4 separate regions of the Sus scrofa genome follow, and all the other regions are linked to region 4. The links are chromatin contacts, called in public HiChIP or PLAC-seq maps. All regions are on one chromosome and are shown on one strand. The core of a region is the stretch at or near the end of the contact, and the rest is flanking DNA. Distances in the headings are between cores, read along the strand shown. Region 1 has its middle 170 kb from the start of SYK. Region 2 has its middle 160 kb from the start of SYK. Region 3 has its middle 160 kb from the start of AUH. Region 4 has its middle 81 kb from the start of NFIL3.

Region 1 (2,901 bases), core at 319-2,818, 410 kb before region 4:
ACACACATATATACATATACACATACATACATGTATAGACACATACACACATAGACACATATATACATGTATGCTCACATATACATATATACATGCATATATATGTATAAATGAATCACTTTACTGGACAGCAGCAATTAACGCAACATTGTAAATCAACTATACTTCAATTTAAAAAAAAGAGCAGTTTTTTTTTAAGTTTCATCAGGGCAATTTAATAAAGGAACCAATTACAAGAGTTAAAGGAAAACAATGGGGGGCTAATAAATGTAGGTGCCTTTAGGTCTAAAGGAGCAAGGTGAGGGAGAGGTCAATGGGAACAAGGCTTGGTGGCACATTTCTTTTTAATGCTGATTATCTAGTTGTAACACAGTTTATTTAACCTGAAAGACATCTCAGTTGCTTCCAAGTTTGGACAGTGATAAATATAGTTATGTTATATTGCTATAAACATCTATGTGCAGCTTTTTGTGTAGAAAGAAGTTTTCAACTTCTTTGGCTAAATACTGAGGAGTGTTATGACTGGATCATATGGTAAGAGTATATTTAATTTTGTAAGAAACTGCCCAACTATTTTCCAAAAAGGCTGCACCATTTTGCATTCCCACAAGTAAGGGATAAGAGTTCCTGTTGGAGGAGTTCCCCTCATGGTGCAATGGAAATGAATCCGACTAGGAAGCATGAGGTTGCAGGTTCGATCCCTGGCCTCCATCACTGGGTTAAGGATCTGGTGTTGCTGTGAGCTGTGGTGTAGGTCACAGATGCAGCTCAGATCTGGCATTGCTATGGCTGTAGTGCAGGCTTGCAGCTGTAGCTCCAGTTCAACCCCTAGCCTGGGAATCTCCCTATGCCGCAGGTGTGGCCCTAAAAAGATTTAAAAAAAAAAAAAAAAAGAGTTCCTGTTAGAAACAAAAAGAATTTTTTTTTTTTTTTTTTTTAGGTTCAAATTACCATCAGGAGAAAAACAGTGAGCTGAGCGGCAGGGTCATTCTGATAGGGCTTTTAAAGCATTTTAAATTCCAGAGATGAAGTGGGCCAGGGAGGCTCAGAGAATTTTCAGGTTATTTTTTGTTGTTGTTCACCTATGAGCCTCTTGCAAAACTAAAAATGAATAATAAACAGATGAGAAAAGTTCTGCTCCCAACAGTAATGAAAGAAACACAAGTTGAAAAACAATGAGACAGCATTTCTCAACTCTTAGATCAGCAAAGAGTAAAAAATGATAACATTTGGGCTTTTCAGGGACAAAAAAAAGCTGATGGTATGATAAAAATGTTATAAGATTCTTAGGAAAAAAAAAAAAAAGGTGGCAAAACCCAATAACTCCCTTCGTTAAGACATGTATCCTAAATAAGTCATCCACTTGTACGGGGGTGGGGGGGAGCTATTAAAATTGCCTGCACACATCCTGCTCTCTTCTCCTTTGGGCTCGTCAAAGGTTACAAACCACCTCCTTGGCTGGGAGCCAAGGCTGTGAACGGAAGTGATGAGTTTCACTTCCCTGCTCAACGCAGAAGGCCAGGGGGAGCTCCCCATTCACTTTGTGCCCTGCCGAACCCTGGAAGGCTGGTGGCAGTGCTGGTGTTGCTTTTGCCTCTAGGACAGAGTGACTTTGTGGAATGGAGCTCCTGGCCAGCCTTGGTTCCATTTAAAAGTGAACAAGAAACAACATTTTGCTACCTTAAGCCACTGAGATTTTGAGGTTATTGTTAACTCAAGCCTAGATGGTCCTGACATCTAAAAACTTGTATCAAATGAGATTCCTCGTAGCTTTACATTATAATAGTATAATTTTAGCCACAACTTAAATGTCAGAAAATACATAGAGTACAGACTTGTGGTTGTCAAGGGGAAGGAGAAGCTGGGGAGGGATGGCTTGGGAGTTTGGGGTTAGCAGAGGCAAATTGTTATATACAGGATGGATGAAAAACAGGGTCCAACTACATAGCACAGGGAAGCATATTCAGTATCCTGTGATAGACCATAATGGGAAAGAATATGAGAAAGTATATATATACATACATATATATAACTGAATCACTTTGCTCCACAGCAGAAAGTAACACATTGTAAATCAACCATACCTCAATAAAATAATTTTTAAAAATACAAGATGGCCAAATACATGATGACCAGTGGTCCAGTATAATACTATAAAAAATATTCTATGATGCACAAAACTGGTATGTTGAGGGTCTGGGAGCCATAGGAAGAGTCTCACAATGAAATGCTGAGGAAATAAGGCAGAATATTAAACTACCCATACAGTATGCTGACACTTTTGTTTAAAACTGTTGATATAAATGCAGAGGAACAAATAAAAGACAAATATCACAACGTTAGTAGTGATCATGACAGTGAAATAACACAAAATTAATGTCCGAAACCTAAGGTTGGCCATCCAAAGGGAGCATTGAGGGCGAGCTAAAAGATGTTATTGCGTAGAACATGGAAAAGATAAGTAAGAACTCTTTTCCAAAACCGCAAGAGCAGTAAGTGGGAATCAGTAATGACTGGTTATAAGAAGAACTGTTTCATTGAGCAAGCAGACCCACTACTTGTGAAATCATTTTATGGGGCATAGTGCCAACTTACTCCTCTTTTTTTTGTTTTCTTAATTTCCACTGGCAATTATCCAAATCTCAGGTTATAGGCTTGTCAGTTATAGCTGAGGAAGAAAAACAGGCCACATGACTACTAAAACATGCAAGTGGGTGTCAGAAAATATTCTCATGGCCTCTAAATTAAAGTCAAGTCTTGACTTGGCTGTACAGCAGAAATTGACACAACATTGAACATCGGACACACTTGAAACATTTTTGAAAAGTAAAAATTAAATCTCAGAGGAGAAAAAAAGTCAAGTCTTGAGGTATGGATTAACAGCATGGACCACTTGGTTTT
Region 2 (2,700 bases), core at 46-2,545, 430 kb before region 4:
GCTGCTTGACCCCAGAGGGTGAGTGACAATGCTTGTCTGACAAGGGAGAGCAGACTTTTGACACCTGGCTGTGTTCTAGAAGCATGGCCAGGGCTCCTTGCTTTTCCAAAGCGGTCCTCCAATGGTCAAGCTCCCACTGAGCTCTCACAACACAGCATCCTTCTCCCGGGTCTTCTCTGCACGCTCCCCACCCACAGAGGCCCTCTCCCAGGGGAGGCAGCAGCAGGCTGCCTTCTTGCACTCCTCTCCCGCAGAAGGACACTTGGGGGCAGTCATTCAACACTGCACACACTTCATCCCCTGCGAGGCTCCTGCTCACCCAAGAACCAAGAACGCAGCCTTCATCTGGGGTGTCCCGGACGCTCTGTGACAGTCTAATCAGCAAACAAGACTACAGGTGATGGTGCTGGCACTTGGCCACATGGTCCAGCCCCACCAGCCTGCAGTCCACCCACTTGGGCCGGACGAAGAAGCTGGACAGCGCCACTCGCAGGACTTGTAAATACAGCCCCTGCTCTCACGCTCAGCAAGTGGGAAGAGGGAACAGGTTCAGAGAATACTGTTTTCAGTGGATTTAGAGAAACACACCTAGACACAATGTCATTTCCTTGTCATTCTTCCTCTCGTTCTCTTAATAACCCTGACGTTCCCTGCAGGCATGCAGGGAACCCTTCATCTCAGTGAAGGAGACATGTAAGGTCTCTACGTCACACAAGCATTGGGTCTTAAGCAAATGAGGAGAGGGACATAAAACAGACTGAAATTACAGGCTGGGTACGTTTCTGCCAGAGTCTTCCCTGGAGTTTGGGACTCTTGGTCCTTCTCCACTGCGTTACCCCCCATCATGGCATTTTAATGGATATAGGAACAACACCCCACAGCAGTCTGGTATCTCAGGATGAAAACATTCAGAAACAGGCAATACGCTTACACACAACAAGTTCAAGAAAGGGGGGGGGGGGCGGCTAATAAATGAACAGAAGTTCAAAGGAAGCTGAGTGATGTAAGACGTTTGGCGATGACTCACACGTGGGGCATTCAAGCCGGACTTTCGCAAACAAGGGGGTGGCGGGCAGAGTCAGCAAGCACAGCCATGAAGTCCATCAGCCCAGCCTCGGGAGGGACGGGGGTGCTGCAGAGCTGGGACCCAGGGCTTGCTTGCCAACAAAATGACCCCACGCCTGCTCTGTTATTTCTGTATTTCTGAGTGGCAGCAACCCCCACAGGAAGGCGCTCCGTTCACCACCGCAGTGCACCCCCACACGAGTCCCAGCTGAGGTCCTCCTCACAGGGGCAAAGGCAGTCCTGTAAAAGAGAAACGGGATCTGATTGAAGCTTAACGTGATTCTTCATTGTCACGACAAAAGTATCTTCAGATCCACGCGCAAATGACAGCCCGAAAGGAAAAGATGTGAGCCTGTGTTGTATGTGTGAGAGCGTAAGAGGGTGTACGTGTGTGTGTGCATGTACTTAGGGCAAAAGACACACACCCACAGTCTCCAGAGGATTACAAAAAGTCCTCTGTACTAAAGAATTTCAGACCGGTTTGATGATTCATTTAGGGGAACTGCTGACAGCTCATGAAGGAAAAGAGTTTGTGCACATGTGCGCTGTCCAGTGCTCACTAAGTTGTGTCCCTAGCAGGGGAGGTCCACCGCCTTCAGGCTTCGTTGAAAAGGAGAAGCTGAAAATCAGATGCATACACGAGCGTGTGATCTGACAGATCAGATGTTGGAGGAAACACTTGAGAACCGACGTGGTTCAAGGAGAGCAAATATTTACAGGAGTCAGGGCAGCTTTCTACTTCCTCTGCCCCCTTCTTCTGGAATCTTCTCCCTCCCTGGTTGCTGGGGGTCCGCCTTCTTTCCCAGGTCTCCCCTGGGTGTGGGATGCAGTGATGGACGGGGGTACCAGCCCCTCTGGCTTGCTGGGGCTTCTCCTCTGTTAACTGTGATGCTTTGGGCAGATGTTGACGAGCTCATGGAGCACCTGCGAAAATGTGGGGAGCCCAAGTGTCAGGCACCATCAGGACAATGAAAGAATGGCACCCTCCCCTCGCAGAGTGGTCCTGTGCCTATAAGGCCAGATCCTGCCCACCCAGGGCAGCCATCACTGACACACACACTCACACACATTAGCACAAACACATGCCCACCCTCGCACCACCATATACACTCACAAACATCCAAACACACCTGCTCACATATGACTCCCAGGCAAACACTCACACCCACGTACATACACTCACAACATCATACACACAAAAATGCATGCATATACACTCTCACTGGCACACAATCACACACTCACCCCTACACACACACATGTATACACATGCTAACATATCGCTTCACACACACATGTGCACACACACACACTTACACATACCCACATACATTCATACAAACATACACATACTTGGGTCCTAGGTGAGACCACCCCATGCCCCACACTACCCCATGCCCCAAGTCTAGCTGTCTTGGGTCAGCACAGACCTAAGACCCAGAGTCCCCTACTCTCTGGAACATAAAGTACCTCTGACATCTGTCTGGGGGGACTTGGGCCAGCCCAGTGGCAGGTTGCTACACTGTCACAAAGTGCCCCGTGGGCTGGCCCTAATACCCTCCAGAAGGGTCCAGGCTGTCAGGCTGCCCAGGGTCACACATCCCTCTTCTCATGAACAGGAGTTGTATGCCACCG
Region 3 (2,861 bases), core at 137-2,636, 300 kb before region 4:
CCACTTCTGAGGCCACACGGAGGACATGTGATCCAGCAAGGCCGAGTAGAGACCTCTCTTGGGAGGTTTTTTGGTTTTGTTTTGTTTTTGCTTTTTAGGGCCTCATCTGCGGCATATGGAGGTTCCCGGGCAAGGGGTTGAATCAGAGCTGTAGCTGCCGGCCTACACCACAGCCACAGCAACGCCAGATCCAAGCCTCATCTCAGCGCATGGCACAGCTGGATCCTTAACCCACTGAGCAAGGCCAGGGATTGAACCCTCAACCTCATCGTTCCTAGCTGGATTGTTTCCACTGCGCCATGTCGGGAACTCATTTCTTTTTCTTCCTTCCTTTCTTTCTTTCTTTCTTTCTTTCTTTCTTCCTTCCTTCCTTCCTTCCTTCCTTCCTTCCTTCCTTCCTTCCTTCATTCCTTTCTTTCTTTTCTTTTCTTTCTTTCTTTCTTTTGACTTAGAACTGAGTGAAGTTTCCTATCCTCCCTGGTGCTGAGGCAGGCAGCTGGGATCTGCCATCAGATGAAGCCAGGCCCTAGGATCAGGCTCAGAGGATGAAGCCACATGGCAGAGAACATGTTATGAGAAATGGAGTGTTGTCCCTACAGCCCTGGGCCCCTGGTTCCTGGGGGCCCTGTGAATGCTGCTCCCCTGTCCTGTCAGAGTTCCACACTGAGAGTCACGAAACTCCCTTGTGCCCAAACCGCTTTGGTTGATTTCCTGCCACCCACCCCGAAGAGCCCTAACACACCAAGCATCTCAGACCATCCTCAACTAAGATTTGAAAATCTTGAATAAAATGCAAACCTTTTCAGTTGCAGGCAATCAATAACAACCATCATGGGAACTCTCTAACATGCTTGGGGATGTGAGAGGCAGAGCTCTTTGACCCAAAAATGTTTAATAAAAGTAACATATGTTCAATCTTTAGCTCACAAGATGGGTCATCGCAAAATAGATCTGAGATTTTTCACATCAAATTAGAATATGCAAAGGTAAAATTAAAATGCAATAGCAGAGTGTTCATGCATGAGCCCATCTCATGAAATTCCCGCTCTGAACAAAAATCCCAAGTAGGTTTCTCTATTTTACCCAGTGGCAATAAAAAAGCTGTTAATCATGTACCCATTAAGAAGCTAAAATGCATTTGGTTATTTCTGAAGCACATTATCTTGAAGCTCTGTTTCAATCTTCCATAGTTGTGTGATGAGAGTTATGTCACAAAGTTAATCATTCCCAGGATGCTTGCATTTGGGGAAATGAAAAACCTCTTATGCAAGCAGTCATTAATCAGTCCTATTGCATAATGTGTTTTGAAGCACGTGTCAGGGGATCAGAGCCCACGGCTGCATGATGCAGGGCAGGGTTCTTGCCTCCTATTGCCCTTTGCTGAAGCAGAACTGGAACCACGTGATGTGTGCTTCCTGCCAACAGTCCCTTTTTGCCAACAATTAAGTTGGACGATATGGAGAAACAGAAATTTCAGTTCCTTTGGAGTTCTACAAAGAAGACTCTTTGAAGTCCCTGGTTTCTGGCACAGCGTTGTGGCTGGCTGGGACGTGTTACGCTTGATCATCGTCAAAACTACCCATTAAAACTGAAATCAAAAAGTTTGCTCAAGTGGTTCCTGGCATTTGTGTTAGAAACAATAGGCAGAACCCCACCATCAGATTATTTGATACATAAAAAAAGGAAAAGGTCAAAGACGCCCGAAGCCAAAGACAGACGCATCACACACGAAAACTCAATGCATCATGTTTGATGTTCTTGAGCAATAATGTTAGCAAGAAACTATTACTTAAGCTTGCCAGTGTTATCCAACAAGAACAGTTGCGAAATACCCAAGACAAATAGGCTGTAATTGTTACATGAATAAAGAGTCTGTGTAGCATAAACTGTTTTTGGTAATATCAACACAGACTCCAGTGGAGCGTATCGGTGATTAGCCATGTTCGCAACAATGGCCACTGTGTTTGAGCTCTGAGCGTTGCCATTGCCAGTGGGGGGGGAGGACTCTGGAATATCTACCCATTGTTCTCAACAACACCTTCCCTGAAAACTTCCTCTGAAATGTAACAGGGCCAATGAGACATTCTGGTAACCAACTAGAATCTATCTGGTCCCTTAAGCTATATTGGAAATAATCAATCATCAAACTTCATTCTGATTATTTTCATTTTACTTTTTTCTCTTTTTTCATCTTCCATCACGAGCTGACTCTTACTATATTTGAAATCCTGCCCAAAGATCTGACAAGTTAAAGTTAATAAACTGTTTTGTCGTCATAGTCTTCATGTCCAACAATGGGACATGAATTTAACACCAGGGAAGAAAAATTTGTACTTCTTCTACAACATAAAAGCATTTATAAAGGCTAGGATTTTGATAATTAACTTTTGATTTTTACTTTGGGAACTCAGCATTTATGGATTGATTTGCTTTGAACTATGGCTATGGCGCTCAGTTTAACCCCTGAAATTCTCCACAGACCAAGCCAATCTCATGACCACGCAGGTGCAGCCTCAGCTGGAGCAGGAAATTTCTGTTCCCGGGGTTCCTCTTCAGGGCAATATTTGAAAGATAACACAGCAGTAAACCCTATCTTTTTGACTGCAAATACATTTTACATTTTGATTGCAATTATTTTGTCCTGTAATAATAATAATATATTAATAATATTAATATCAATACTTAATGATTAATATATTATACTGTTCTCTTACTGTGATTCAATTAACATTAGTTTATTTAATAGACATCAGTTCTGATGTACCCAAAGTCAGAAATCTACTCTGAATACCTTATTTATGAATAAGGTAAATGATAGGCAGAGCTGCATTAAAATCAGCTAGGTGAGTAAAACCAGTGGG
Region 4 (2,700 bases), core at 63-2,562:
GTCCAAGACCTGGGATCAATGTCCTGCTTTGCTATTTGCAGGTGTGTGTTTTTGCTGAGCTAGTTTAATTTCCCTAACTTCAGTCCTCTTGTCCATAAAATGGAGATAATGATAAATTTCCTTTCTTACTCTAGTGAGGATTAGCATCAAAATAAGAGAGTTCATGTCAAACTCAGAAGTCTTATCCAAATATAAGCTTTTATTTTCCCTTAGGCAGCACCTGCAACACATGGACTTTCCCAGGGTAGAGAACAAATCAGTGCTGTAGCTTTTGGAAACTCTTGAGTCTTTTGTTTTTTCGTTGTTTTGTTTTGTTTTGTTTTGTTTTTTTGTCTTCATGGGGCCATACCCTCAGCATACAGAAGTTTCCAGGCTAAGGGTTAAATCGGAGCTGCATCTGAGGCCTGTGCCTCAACTACAGCAACAGCAACCTCGGATCCGAGCCTCACCAGTGACCTACACCACAGCTTTCGGCAACGCTGGATCCCTAACTCACTGAGCAAGGCCAGGGATTGAACCCTCATCCTCATGGCTACTAGTCAGGTTTGTAACCCACTGAGCCACAATGGGAACTCCAACGCTGGGTCCTTTAACCCACTGACCAAGGCCAGGGGTGGAACCTGCATCCTCACAAAGACAATGTCAGGTCCTTAACCTACTGAGCCACAATAGGAACTCCCAGATACAAGATTTTCAAAAAGGAAAAGAGAAAATAAGAAGAAAAAGAACAGCCAAAATTTGCGTAACTTATACAAGGTGATGGGCACTGTTCATTTCATCCCTGTAGCCATTTCTGAACAGAGGCTACATCATTTGCCCGGGACATGGACATCAAGCTAGGATGCACCAGGCCGTTTGGATCCAGAGTATGCATGCTTAAACGCCCACTACGGTAATAATGATTAACGCTAATACTGACTGCAAGTTTTCTATATGCTGAACTCCACAAGGAGCATTTTATAAATATTCTTCTGTCCTATATTCTCGGCAGCTCTACCAGTGCACCCATTGAGCAGATGAGAAAACGGAGAAAGTGAGGTGTTGTCACTCAACCATGGGATGAGGCTGCTGTCCTGACCCAAGGCCCATACACAGAGCCCACGTTAAGCTGGGGAGGGGACACAGGAGGGTTGAACACGAGGGCCACAGCACCCAGGCCTGAGGATCCACGGAGGAAGCTGAGTTAGGGGTCAAGGATGACGCTGACCATGAGGCAGCTTTGACGCTAAACTCAAAGCCTTTGATGGTTTTCGAGCCTCTGCGGGAAAAGGAGGATGTGAAACAAAGGGCTAAAGCTGAGGATTGTTGGGAAATAAGTGGGCTGGCAAGTTCCTCTTGAGTTTAGAGGAAGAGCCTTAGGCAGTCAGGCAGAGCCAGGGAAGGTTCGGAAGCGCCAGGCTGTAAATGGGGTCCCCTGGGAACGTCTCTCATCTGTAAAGAGCCCATGCTTCTCTTTCCTCACGTTGGGTTAACATTCTGATGTGCTCAGTGGGGTGTTCGTGACAGATTGAGGTTAGGAGTTTTTGGTGGGAATACCACAGACGTAAAATGCTGAGCTGGTCTCAGCTCATCAGATCAGAGGCGCCTGAAGTCAGTCTGTCCCACTATTGCTGCAGTTGACTTTGATCGCCCAGTGAAGGTGGGGTGGGCCAGGCCTCCCTGCTCTGAAGCTACTGTTTTCTCCTTTGTAATCAACAAGCATTTGGTGGGGGAGTTTCCATCGTGGCTCGGTGGTCATGAACCATGCGGGTCTGGTCCCTGGCCTTGCTCAGTGGCTTAAGGATCCGGCTTTGCTGTGAGCTGTGGTGTAGGTCACAGACACAGCTCAGACGCCAAGTTGCTGTGGCTGTAGCCGAGGCTGGCAGCCACAGCTCCTATTCGACCCCTAGCCTGAGAAATTCCATATGCTGTGGGCACGGCCCTAAAGAGACAGAAAAAAAAAAACAAACATGGGAAAGTGTGTCAAGATGATGGATTTAATCCTGTTCGCTCATCACACTCGCATTCACTAGTTCTTGCGTTGATTGGTGGTTGTCTGGATCCATTATTACCGTGGTCATTGCCGAAAGGTGACTTTTTAATTCATTCATTCTTTTTTTTTTTTTTTGTCTTTTGTCTTTTGTCTTGTTGTTGTTGTTGTTGTTGTTGCTATTTCTTGGGCCGCTCCCGCGGCATATGGAGGTTGCCAGGCTAGGGGTCTAATCGGAGCTGTAGCCACCGGCCTACGCCAGAGCCACAGCAACACGGGATCCGAGCTGCGTCTGCAACCCACACCACAGCTCACGGCAACGCCGGATCGTTAACCCACTGAGCAAGGGCAGGGACCGAACCCGCAACCTCATGGTTCCTAGTCAGATTCGTTAACCACTACGCCACGACGGGAACTCCCATTCATTCTTTAAACCCAGACTGAGGGACATTTTACAAATAACTGGCTTATATTCCTCAAAACTATCAATCTTGTGAAAAACTGAGAATGATTTCAGATTAAAGGAGACTGAAGGGACAAGATAACTAAACGCCATGTGTGACCTGGACCAGGAGACTTTTATCCTTTTGTGCTAAAGAACATTATTGGGACAGCTGGTTAAATTTGAATAAGGGTGAGAGATTCAGTCATATTATATCAATGTTAATTTTCTGATTTTGATAATTGTGCTTGTATAATGGAAAAGAATGTCCTTGCTTTCAGGAAGGACT

The links. HiChIP or PLAC-seq counts read pairs in DNA pulled down with a chosen protein or histone mark.
Region 1: an H3K27ac HiChIP or PLAC-seq map of alveolar macrophages shows a contact between it and region 4. The contact joins two enhancer-like sites. A contact is called at or near these places in 1 of 47 Hi-C or Micro-C datasets (alveolar macrophages) and 1 of 2 datasets of contacts at active chromatin or transcription factors (alveolar macrophages).
Region 2: an H3K27ac HiChIP or PLAC-seq map of alveolar macrophages shows a contact between it and region 4. The contact joins two enhancer-like sites. A contact is called at or near these places in 2 of 47 Hi-C or Micro-C datasets (alveolar macrophages and embryonic fibroblasts) and 1 of 2 datasets of contacts at active chromatin or transcription factors (alveolar macrophages).
Region 3: an H3K27ac HiChIP or PLAC-seq map of alveolar macrophages shows a contact between it and region 4. The contact joins two enhancer-like sites. A contact is called at or near these places in 1 of 47 Hi-C or Micro-C datasets (embryonic fibroblasts) and 1 of 2 datasets of contacts at active chromatin or transcription factors (alveolar macrophages).

Annotation. Positions count from the first base shown.
Region 1 is chr14:2,275,988-2,278,888 of Sscrofa11.1, forward strand. No RefSeq gene overlaps it. Among named protein-coding and RNA genes, the nearest start is that of SYK, 170 kb to the left of the region's middle. Within about 2 kb of position 1,569, at least 12 of the 83 cell types and tissues checked have an H3K27ac peak or open chromatin away from gene starts, as enhancers often do. A contact at or near this core is called in alveolar macrophages, where this site is marked.
Region 2 is chr14:2,257,601-2,260,300 of Sscrofa11.1, forward strand. No RefSeq gene overlaps it. Among named protein-coding and RNA genes, the nearest start is that of SYK, 160 kb to the left of the region's middle. Within about 2 kb of position 1,296, at least 35 of the 83 cell types and tissues checked have an H3K27ac peak or open chromatin away from gene starts, as enhancers often do. A contact at or near this core is called in alveolar macrophages, where this site is marked.
Region 3 is chr14:2,384,870-2,387,730 of Sscrofa11.1, forward strand. No RefSeq gene overlaps it. Among named protein-coding and RNA genes, the nearest start is that of AUH, 160 kb to the right of the region's middle. Within about 2 kb of position 1,387, at least 32 of the 83 cell types and tissues checked have an H3K27ac peak or open chromatin away from gene starts, as enhancers often do. A contact at or near this core is called in alveolar macrophages, where this site is marked.
Region 4 is chr14:2,683,314-2,686,013 of Sscrofa11.1, forward strand. No RefSeq gene overlaps it. Among named protein-coding and RNA genes, the nearest start is that of NFIL3, 81 kb to the left of the region's middle. Within about 2 kb of position 1,313, at least 14 of the 83 cell types and tissues checked have an H3K27ac peak or open chromatin away from gene starts, as enhancers often do. A contact at or near this core is called in alveolar macrophages, where this site is marked.